3 separate regions of the Danio rerio genome follow, and all the other regions are linked to region 1. The links are chromatin contacts, called in public Hi-C and HiChIP or PLAC-seq maps. All regions are on one chromosome and are shown on one strand. The core of a region is the stretch at or near the end of the contact, and the rest is flanking DNA. Distances in the headings are between cores, read along the strand shown.

What was found. Hi-C and Micro-C count contacts between places; a contact is called where the count stands out from the background. HiChIP or PLAC-seq counts read pairs in DNA pulled down with a chosen protein or histone mark.
Region 2: a contact with region 1 is called in a Hi-C map of hematopoietic stem cells, with 3 times the contacts expected there. The contact joins two enhancer-like sites. A contact is called at or near these places in 9 of 18 Hi-C or Micro-C datasets (embryo, fibroblasts, hematopoietic stem cells and 1 more) and 1 of 4 datasets of contacts at active chromatin or transcription factors (caudal fin).
Region 3: a contact with region 1 is called in an H3K4me3 HiChIP or PLAC-seq map of embryo, with 3 times the contacts expected there. The contact joins the promoter of pax7b here to the enhancer-like site in region 1. A contact is called at or near these places in 2 of 18 Hi-C or Micro-C datasets (embryo and hematopoietic stem cells) and 2 of 4 datasets of contacts at active chromatin or transcription factors (caudal fin and embryo).

Annotation. Positions count from the first base shown.
Region 1 is chr23:23,896,992-23,900,376 of GRCz12tu, forward strand. It overlaps a transcript of kcnab2b not described here. Among named protein-coding and RNA genes, the nearest start is that of kcnab2b, 79 kb to the right of the region's middle. Within about 2 kb of position 1,745, at least 3 of the 62 cell types and tissues checked have an H3K27ac peak or open chromatin away from gene starts, as enhancers often do.
Region 2 is chr23:23,748,520-23,751,904 of GRCz12tu, forward strand. errfi1b (ERBB receptor feedback inhibitor 1b) reads left to right here. Exons shown (of 4, transcript XM_689863.10): 4 at 1-1,454. Among named protein-coding and RNA genes, the nearest start is that of errfi1b, 8.3 kb to the left of the region's middle. Within about 2 kb of position 1,807, at least 16 of the 62 cell types and tissues checked have an H3K27ac peak or open chromatin away from gene starts, as enhancers often do.
Region 3 is chr23:23,766,552-23,769,936 of GRCz12tu, forward strand. It overlaps pax7b (paired box 7b), which reads left to right and starts at 1,894. Exons shown (of 9, transcript NM_001146149.2): 1 at 1,894-2,408; 2 at 3,303-3,385. The coding sequence starts at 2,324. All of the region lies in intron 6 of LOC141380486 (a long non-coding RNA gene), which reads right to left.

The sequences.
Region 1 (3,385 bases), core at 495-2,994:
TACATGAATGCCATAAAGGTGCCAAAGTTTACCATTGTGCCTTAAAATCAATCTGCTTCAACTAACATTGTGTCATTACTCTTGTGTAATAACCCCAGGGGTCCCAATCCAATGGAAAAAGAATTGACAGGTTGGTGACTTTTTATTTACATGTTCTTTTTATGTAACTATTAAATATTATTTATATCTACTGCAGGTTATGGATAAAATATGGTCATTCTAATAGTTTAATAACAAAATATGATATTTTTATAAAACGCCAAGCAAATCCGACCCCCAGGAGGTCCCAACCCACACTTTGGGAACCACTGATCTATTACACTATATACAAAATAATTTGATAAACAAAAAAGTCATGACAATACGTGTTTTTACTTCAACTTATTTGAGTAAGTTAATCAGGTTTCAACAATTTTTTTTTTCAGTTAAACTTTAATTTATAGTTGCATTTGAGCATTTTGGAATCCTTTCAGCTGATCGCCGGGTCTGGCGTGAGCACTTTTAGCTTAGCGTGCTTCTGCCAGACCCAAAGATCAGCTGAATTTATTCAAAATGGTATACTTTTTAAGGGGACTTTGCAAAAAGTGGAGTGTTCATTTTAAGTCAGATTAATTTATACAAGTTGAAATGACTAAACTGGTTCAACTTTAAAAATTGAAGTAAAAAACTTTTTTTGTAGAGTGTATGTAAAATGGCTTTGACACAATCTACACGGTGAAATGCACTAAAAGTAATATGACTTGACTTAATGACTCAATGACAAGGTAAAAGCCTGAAAAGGCTTTTCTGTGTAAATTGGCCTCCTTTTCTATATGAATTATCACAACCTAACAATCAGGTTCACCAGTAAACATTTTTTTGTTTTTAAAAGATGACCAATAGGTGTCTAATAGATATCTAAACATAGTCATCTTGGCTAAAACAAGGCTAAATTTGGGCCGTCAGTGAAAAGCTAATAGACGTCTAGGAATAGGCCAAAACTAGTCATCAAATAAGCAAAAATGAATGACTACAGGCGAGGCAGTGGCACAGTAGGTAGTGCTGTCGCCTCACAGCAAGAAGGTTGCTGGGTCACTGGTTCGAACCTCGGCTCAGTTGGCATGTTCTCCCTGCCTTTGCATGGGTTTCCTCTGGGTGCTCCGGTTTCCCCCACAGTCCAAAGACATGTGGTACAGGTTAATTGGGTAGGCTAAATTGTCTGTAGTGTATGAGTGTGTGTGTGGATGTTTCCCAGAGATGGGTTGTGGCTGGAAGGGCATCCGCTTTGTAAAAACTTGCTGGATAAGATGGCGGTTCATTCCGCTGTGGCGACCCCGGATTAATAAAGGGACTAAGCAGACAAGAAAATGAAAGAATGATGAATGACTACACAAATAAAGTCTTTCTATTTGACGACTAGTCTAGTTTTGGGTTATTCTTTGATGTCTATTAGATTTTCACAAACAGTCCAAGTTTAGCCTTATTTTAGCCAAGCTGTGTATGTTTAAATTTCTATTATACCTCTATTAAAGACAAAATTGTTTGCTGGGTCACCTTAGTGGTATGAGGTTGTGTCCCACTTGATACATAGAGAAGCGGTGAATTTCCCTCTCCCAATACCAACTAAATAGCCTGTAAATCTAATCATGGGCTTATCCTGCCCTCCTCAATGGCTCCTCTTGTTTCCCACATTGGAGAGGATCGCGCTATGCAACATTTCATCACCATCGCCTCATAAAGACATCAGTCTCCTCCATGATGGCGGGCAGAAGCAGCGCGAGCAGTGAAGCTGTGAGTCATTGCTTATAATCCCAGTGTCTTTATTACAGCGCATGGCAACATTTCCTTCAGCCGGATCAGTTGTCTTTTTCCGGTGGGTGTTGTAATGGAGGCCGAGGGCTGCTGTAGCCGAAGGTGTTGATTTGACGTTAGGTGTGAGTGATACAAGGCATGTGGGGCTGGTCTGAGGACAGAGGGGAGAAACCCCAAAAGCTCTGCAGGCATACATGTCATGCATATTGTAGCTAAGACATGTTGAAAGCATAATAAAAACACCCTGTTATGTGGAGCCACACAGCGGTTCACACTGCCGCAATGACAATTGTGCAGTTTAAGTTCATTTAGATGCTTTGTGCGTGGTACATTTATGAAAGATGGTGACGCAGTAGGTAGTGCTGTCGCCTCACAGCAAGAAGGTTGCTGGTTTGAGCCTCGACTGGGTCTGTTGGCATTCCTGTGTGGAGTTTCCTCCAGGTGCTCCGGTTTCCCCCACAGTCCAAAGACATTCAGAATAGGTGAATTGGGTAAGCTAAATTGTCCGTAGTGTATGAGTGTGTATGGATGTTTCCTGCATTTGGGTTGCAGCTGGAAGGACATCCGCTGCGTAAAACATGTGCTGGATTAGTTGGCGGTTCATTCCGTTGTGATGACCCCAGATTAATAAAGGGACTAAGCCGAAAAGAAAATGAATGAACATTTATGAAAGGAGTTGCTTCTTGTTGATTTTCTCTGTTGGTTTTAAACACCTTGTTTTACAATAAAATAATGTTTCCATCATAATTCACTACAATTCAAAATGTTAGTACAGAATTTCTTATGTTCTTGAATTTATGTTCACTAAGGCTTTGATATGTATTTGATCGAAAATCTAGTACATTAATCTTTTAAAACATTAATTTCTTTCATCTTAGTCTATGATTTATCAGATGTCGCCACAGCGGTATGAACCGCCGACTATTCCGGCATATGTTTAATGCAGCAGATGGCCTTCCAGCCACAACCCATACACACTCTCATTCACACACTTATACACTATAAGTGTTGGGGGTAACTCATTACAACTAACGTGAGTTAGGTAATAATATTAAGTAACGAGTGAAATAACGAATTACTTTTCAAAATTGAGTAATAATATTTGAGTTGCTTTTTAGTTAAATTAATTAGCTTTTAAAACAGGCAAAAAAAAAAAGATGGCAGAGCCTTACATTTCTGCGATATAAATATTTCTTTATTTTGAACACATAGAAGAAAAGGAAAAGAGGATGACCTGAATGGACAGTGATTGCACTTTTTAAAAAAAAAGTAAAGGAAAAAAAAAAGTTCTGAAAGAACTTAGGTCAGAAGTTCTTTCTAGGACCAGGTCAGAAAAAGTAATGTAAAAGTAACGTAATGCATTTGAGTTATGGAGTAATTCCATATTGTAATGCATTACTTTCTAAGGTAAGTTCCCCCAACACTACGCCAATTTTACTTTATTCAATTCACATATAGCGTATGTCTTTAGATAGTGGGGGAAACCTGAGGACCAAGATCCAGCGACCAGCGACCTTCTTGTTGTGAGTCCTAACCACTGAGCCACCATGCCGCCTCATTTGAAACATTGTTACAATATTAATTTGAAATCTAT
Region 2 (3,385 bases), core at 557-3,056, 150 kb before region 1:
ATTCTCCAGTGTTATGAATTACTGTTGTGTTTAGGGAATGGACATGATGTCCTCAGAGAAGAACTGGTTTACCGCTGCTTGAATATGCAGGATCACTCTGTCAGAAGTATCCTTTGTTTGTTAGGGCTGCATGAGTGTTCCTAATGAAACAAAAATTGTGAATATAAAACCTCAGCAAAAGAGAAGCTTTAAGGTCTCTTTGTAGTTTTTTACCTTAAAAGCTAGATGGTTTATTATTTGAAAATGAAAACTGCCATGAATTGATAAGTATTAAATTTTTTTATATCTATATTTTATATAGAAATAATACAATAGTATACCATTTCCAGATTATTATTATTATTATCTTTATATGTTTTATCTAATCATTTTGGTAAGCGTAATAAATCTGGAACATTATTTCAAATTGTCTATAAATCACAATCAACTATTTTATCCCGAAAATTACAATTATGTTTAAACCCCCAAATCGTGATGCCCTATTTATTGGTGTCTGTTTTTGTTGTTGTACTTTTTTTCCATGCTGTATGTTAAATTAAGTGTGTGCAGTATCCTTTCATGAAGGAAAAAGATGAACTGTTACACCGTTAACACTGTGTAACCTGAGTATAAGCTGGTCTTATTATTTTTCTCCCCTCTCTGTAGTATGGAGTGCTATATCACGCAAAACTCATCAACAGTATGAGTTTAGATATTAAAGAAAACAGTCAAGTATTAGTAGTAATGCTCATCTGAATTTTGAATAATTTAAAGAGCTTATTGGGTGTTTTTATAAGGCAGGTTCTGAACAATGCCACCAGTGAAAAGTGTGGTGATCAAAAACGAGTTGCAAAGGTACGAACAGTAACAAATGGAAAGGACTGGACATAGGGGTTAGTATTGAGGTCTCATTGTGAGCATTAATCAAAGTGTTTTGTCCTGTTTCTTTCTTTACTGGCCACATAGATTAATTGCAAACCAATCTATTTGTTTCTTTAAAGAGTGGCACTTGCAGTTTCATTTTGCTAACGTCTGTTACAAGGGCAGAAATGCCACTGCCTTGCCATTTAGTGTCAAAACGCTGGACACTGGGTGTAATTCAGCTGTTGGTGAATGATATTTTGCTGTCTTTTTAAACCGTTTACTATGAAGTTGCTTCATTGAAATATTTACTACAAAGGAAAGTCGTAAATGAAAGCCTATGATTGGTCCTGGCCTTGTGTTTCATATTTTGTTACTTTAAGTTGAGAAAGTTATTTTATTTTTTTAATCTTGACATTATCAGACCAGTAGTTGTTTACATTTTGAGCTACTCTTGTTTTTGTTCATCAAACGAAATGACCTGTTTTCTGTGTGAAGGCTAATGTTAACTGACTTTGTTTCATCTGCTGAGGAAACATGCACTTCTAAAATGTACAGTATTGGTGTAGTTTTTCACACCAGACTATTTAAATAAAGTAACTTATTTGTATGAAGATTCTTTGATTTATTTGAATTGCTGTGTTGTGATGTTTTTTTTATTAGTTTCAAACTATAATTCACTCATCATGGCACGCCTTGTCATATCAAAGGAATCAACCAAGATGACATCACTTATCTCCTATATACGACGAGTGAATAATACCGATTCTTTGTGTTCAAACCAGTCTTTACAAGTCAGGCCTGGCAGCTCCACTGGCTTATCAGTATGCTAAGGTGGGGTGATATCAGCTTTATTGTGATTCCAGAGTCTTTATCTCTGTTGTTTGCTCAAATCCGTGATAGTAAGGAGACTGTTAAGTCTTTAGGAACTCCAGCCTGAGTCACTTCCTTTTAAAATACCACCACATCAACGTGCGAAAAGTTACAGAGAAGTGGAATATTTCTAAAGTAAGCACCCCTCGGTGACTCACCACTGTGCTTCAGTGTTTCTGCTGTGAATACCAAGTGTTGTTTCCCCTGATGTAATTGTATGACCACATATAACTACCAAAGGAATTAAATGTCTACATGTACTGTACGTAAATATTATGGCTGATTTGTTGTAAGAGCCCACACTTGTAAACATTTAAAAACTAAATATGAAAACTGTCTATAATCTCCGTCGTGCCATCTACAGGTACTTTTTGTCAACAAATAACAAAAATAACCAACAATAAAACAATAGTATTGTAATAAGTAGAGTAAATACTACAGTGTATTTAAACCTTACTATAGTAAAGTATATTCTACTGTGTCCCTGCTGACAAATCCAGCTTAAACCAGCCTAGGATGGTTGGCTGGTTTTAGCTGATCGACCAGCCTGGTTTTAGGGGTTTTGACCACTTCCAGGCTAGTTTCCAACCATTTCCAGCCTGGTCTTAGCTGGTCAGGCTGGAAAGTGACCAGCTAAAACCAGCTTGACCATCCTGGTTTAAGCTGGACACAGCTGGTTTTGGCTGGGCTCCCAGCCTGGCTAGGCTGGTCAAGCTGGTTTTAGCTGGTCATCTCCCAGTCTGTCCAACTAAAACCAGGCTGGAAGTGGCCAAAAGCCCTCTAAAACCAGGCTGGTCGACCAGCTAAAACCAGCCAACCATCCTAGGCAGGTCTAAGCTGGATTTTTAGTAGTGGAAATATTTCCAACTCTTTGTTAATAATTGCTATAGCTAGTGTAGTATCAACACTGAATTGATAAACTGTAATAAATACTGTTGTATACTTTTTTTACTACAGTAAACTGGTGTAGTATAATATTATAATTGTAGAAATCATTTACAGTATTGGGTGGTTTGTTTATATTAATATAGCTGTATTATCACGGTAACTGCAGAATTACCACAACAGATTGATTTAAGTTCTTTCTTTGAAATAGATGGTTGAAAAACTTTTTTTATTCATTTTGGAAAATTAAAACAGTCAAGCAGCGCCATCTCCTGTCCTAAGTGAGAAACAACCTACACTCAGCTATTTATATCTCTTGCCAGAAAAGTATCACATATTGCCTCAGGAACGGCTTGTTATTTGTAGACTCGGAAGAAAGGTGCTGAAAACATTCATTAGAGATTTTGGTTTATACTGACATGAAAGCATCAGTTCAGTTGCTGCACAGCCTTTTTATGAATCTCCCGTTCCACGTGACAGCTATGACATTTAATAATCACACTCATGTTCAAGAAATAAGAATTAAGAATGATTTATATATACGCATTTAAATATAAACATTTTACAAAATGTAGAGAAAGTGAGCATATAGTTTTATAAAATTTTATTTTCTGAACATAAATCCTGACTGGATCGTGGATACTCAAAAGCAACCCAAAGCCTTCTTGCTTTTTTGAAATGTTGTCTTGACATAGATTTTGTTTGATATTTATTGTCATACTAATAATTTAAAAGTCAAACAAACTTCACTCATACATTCATTCATTTTCTTGTCGGCTTAGTCCCT
Region 3 (3,385 bases), core at 644-3,143, 130 kb before region 1:
TTTAATTTAATTCTAGTAGATTATTATTATTATTTATTTATTTTAATAAAGTTTTGGATTCTGTTCGCATGTAGTAGTAGTAGCCTAATAGTAGTAATATTCATCACCATAATTTTTTATTTATTTATTATGAATTATTACACTCTACTGTCACTCTAATGAAATCGTTTGGTCTAGATCCTATTTATTCTGGGGAAACAAGTCAAAGAAAGGTCCTAAGGAAATAATTTGCTTTTAGTTTTATTGTTGTTTTATGACGTTTAATGGACACACGAGCAACAAAATTGAGGGTAAAAATAATTTGTAGTCTAGGTTTGCATTGTATTGTTATTTTTTAATAATCAATTATTTACTAAAAATCAGTTTTCAATATTGTTGAACGAATTTTAAAATATTGCATTTGCGCATTTCTTTATATTTGTTAAAAAAAACATGTTGGTGGGAGCAATGTGAAAATTGAAATGATGATTGTGTCCAACTCTCCCAGAGTAGCTAAATTTAAATGCATTTTCTTAGCCTTTATAGTCTGATTTGGTGAAGTCTGCTCGAGTTGCCCCAAAAACTCGTGCCACCAGCAGTTGTGCCTTGCTTCACCCCGACGTCTGTTTGAGACCACAAAGGCATTCGAGCTACTGGTCCCTTGGGAAGTGACATGCTTAGTCATGTGGAAGTATATATTAACCAGCAATGCACACAAATTAACGATGCCATTGTTAACAACAAAGCCTAGCTTTCAAGTCATTACTGCCTGTCTGGTCTTAAGTTGGATTCCAGTGTTTGATGTTCGCTGCCAATCATAGTTTTGGCAATAGTTAATCATCTCCCTAATTTATACATAAATGCAGTAGATTGGGATTTAGACAGTCAATCTATGCTGACTGACGATGAATTTGTTATGCATCACCTGAATTGTTTCAGTTTACATTTCATATTTTAGATATATTTTATACTTTAATATTTGGATGTAAATGCAATGCTTATAACGCTTTCATATATATATATATATATATATATATATATATATATATATATATATATATATATATATATATATATATATATATATATATATATATATATATATTAATGAAAAAAATTTAGGGGTGTCTCCTGTTCATCAGCCGAACATTTTTTTGAAATCGCTTTTTTTGCTTTATAATGTTGTTAATTTTGGCATTTAAATAATGTCCAGTAATCATTTAATTGAGGTTTTTGGTTATTCGCTACACCAATTCTGTAAACATGCCATATTTATTCGTTTTGTAAAACTAACGAACTTGCTTTGGTTTTTCTATTAGACATTTGGTTAAATGTTTAAGAAATTGTTAAAGTAGATCATTGCGCTACTTAAGCAATTCCCGGTTTAAAAAGTCCTACTGGGAACATTGAGCTTATCTGTATTTTAAAATTCTATGCGGTTGTATAACATAAGAATTAATTAGCACAAACACAAAATGTGTTTTAATCGACCGACTGGTGCAAGAACCTCTGCGCCTTCTTTTGTTCCTCAAACATCTATTTGAGTTTCACAATTGTGTTTAATGGAATACAAGGCCAATGCTGTAGTTGTACACTAAGAGGCTATGAACAAAACACATGTATCTATAGATTCTTATATGACAAAATAGAATTAAATGATATAATTATATAAAGAAGTGCAGTTTGATAGCGTGTATTACTTTTAGGCCTTGCTATCTAAATAGAAATCGATCAATCAAACGTTGGCATTGTTTTGTGCTCAAAGGTCTGATGGAGTGAATAAAAAGCAAGGCACTCCGCGTGTGCGTGCGTGTTGGTCTTACCCTCTGCTTTTTGTGATTGGTCGAAAAAAAACTTGCTCGTTCCCCTCCATGCCCACATGAATAAAAGAAGACTGCGAGAGCCTATCGGTGCGCACGACACCCCTCCTACACCGCGCGCTAAAGTTATCCACTTCAACTACTCCCAACCCCTAAGCAGACTTTGTCAACCAAAACTATCAGACCTTTTAAGAAAACACTGCAAAGAATTAAGTAACCTTTGTTCACTCGAGAGCGTTTGGAGTACCCCCTCCCTGGCGCGCGCTGCATCTTGTTCTTGCGGTAGTTATTTTGCTCATGACCCCCTCCGCACGAAACGACAGTTTATCTGTGTTTGATTTTTTGGAGGTTTCACATCCCCGCAATAGTCTGGCTGGATAACATTTTTAAATTTTTTCTGTTTTTGGTGAAGATTGGACTTCTGTTCATTTTTAGTCATTAAGGAAACATTCATCAACAAGTCTGGACTTGCTTTCTCAGTTTAAACATCAGCCTCATTGTGCCTCGTCATTTATTCAAGTAGAATGTCATCCTTACCGGGAACAGTACCGCGAATGATGCGACCGGCTCCAGGACAGAACTATCCCCGCACCGGATTCCCCTTGGAAGGTTGGTTGGACGGGTGTAGGGTGATTTTTATTTTTTTTTGTTATAAGTCATTTATTGTTGTAAATTATGGCAGCTCTAAAAAACATTTTAACACTACACGATTTTAACAGGCCTGTTTTAAGAAAAGTTGATTTAAGCAGAAGTCCAAAATTGAGTTTTCGCGTCGGAAAGCTTGAAATATATAGGCCTACTTGTGTCGATTTTTTGTGGCTTTATTGCATTTTATGTTTTGTTCAGAAAGCTTGCGCATATTCCTTGCATGCGAAAAAAAAACTTTTTACAAGGCCATTAGGTTAGTATTTAAGTGGGTCAAATAAAACGTCCAAACACTAAGCCTGCCTGTCAGTGTAGGATTTGTTGAAATGATCTAGTGGTGAAGTGAATCCAGAATGCACAAAGGATAATAGCATACTAATATTTATACAACAGCACTGCGGATAATGAAGTAGGACGCATCCAGGCCGAGAGGTCCACTGAAGAAATTATTTTCATTTCTATTTAACAGAATTCTCTGGTTAATTTAGTTCATTTATTGACAGGAAGAATAATTATTTTATCTCACTTCGCATGAGAATGTTGAACGACAAAAGCTTAAAGTTTGATGTAAATCATACTTTTTTTTGTTTTAAACTATATTATTTTGTTTTAAATAAAAATATCCCATTATTATTTTATTGCATTTTGTAACAAAGCAGGTTTATGATTCCATTTAATTGTATTTAATTGTTTTCCTATTTGTCATACCAATTAAATACGATATATTTTAAAATATTTTTTATTAATCCTACATTTAAATAGTAGGCCTAATTGTTATTTATGAGTGTAAAATTTAAGTCTGAAATTTAATGCAAGCATTGGTCAAAGTTAGATTTAATTCCCATTTTTCTACTGCAGTTTCAACTCCTTTGGGCCAAGGTCGAGTGAATCAGCTTGGCGGTGTATTCATCAATGGCAGGCCTTTGCCAAATCATATCCGC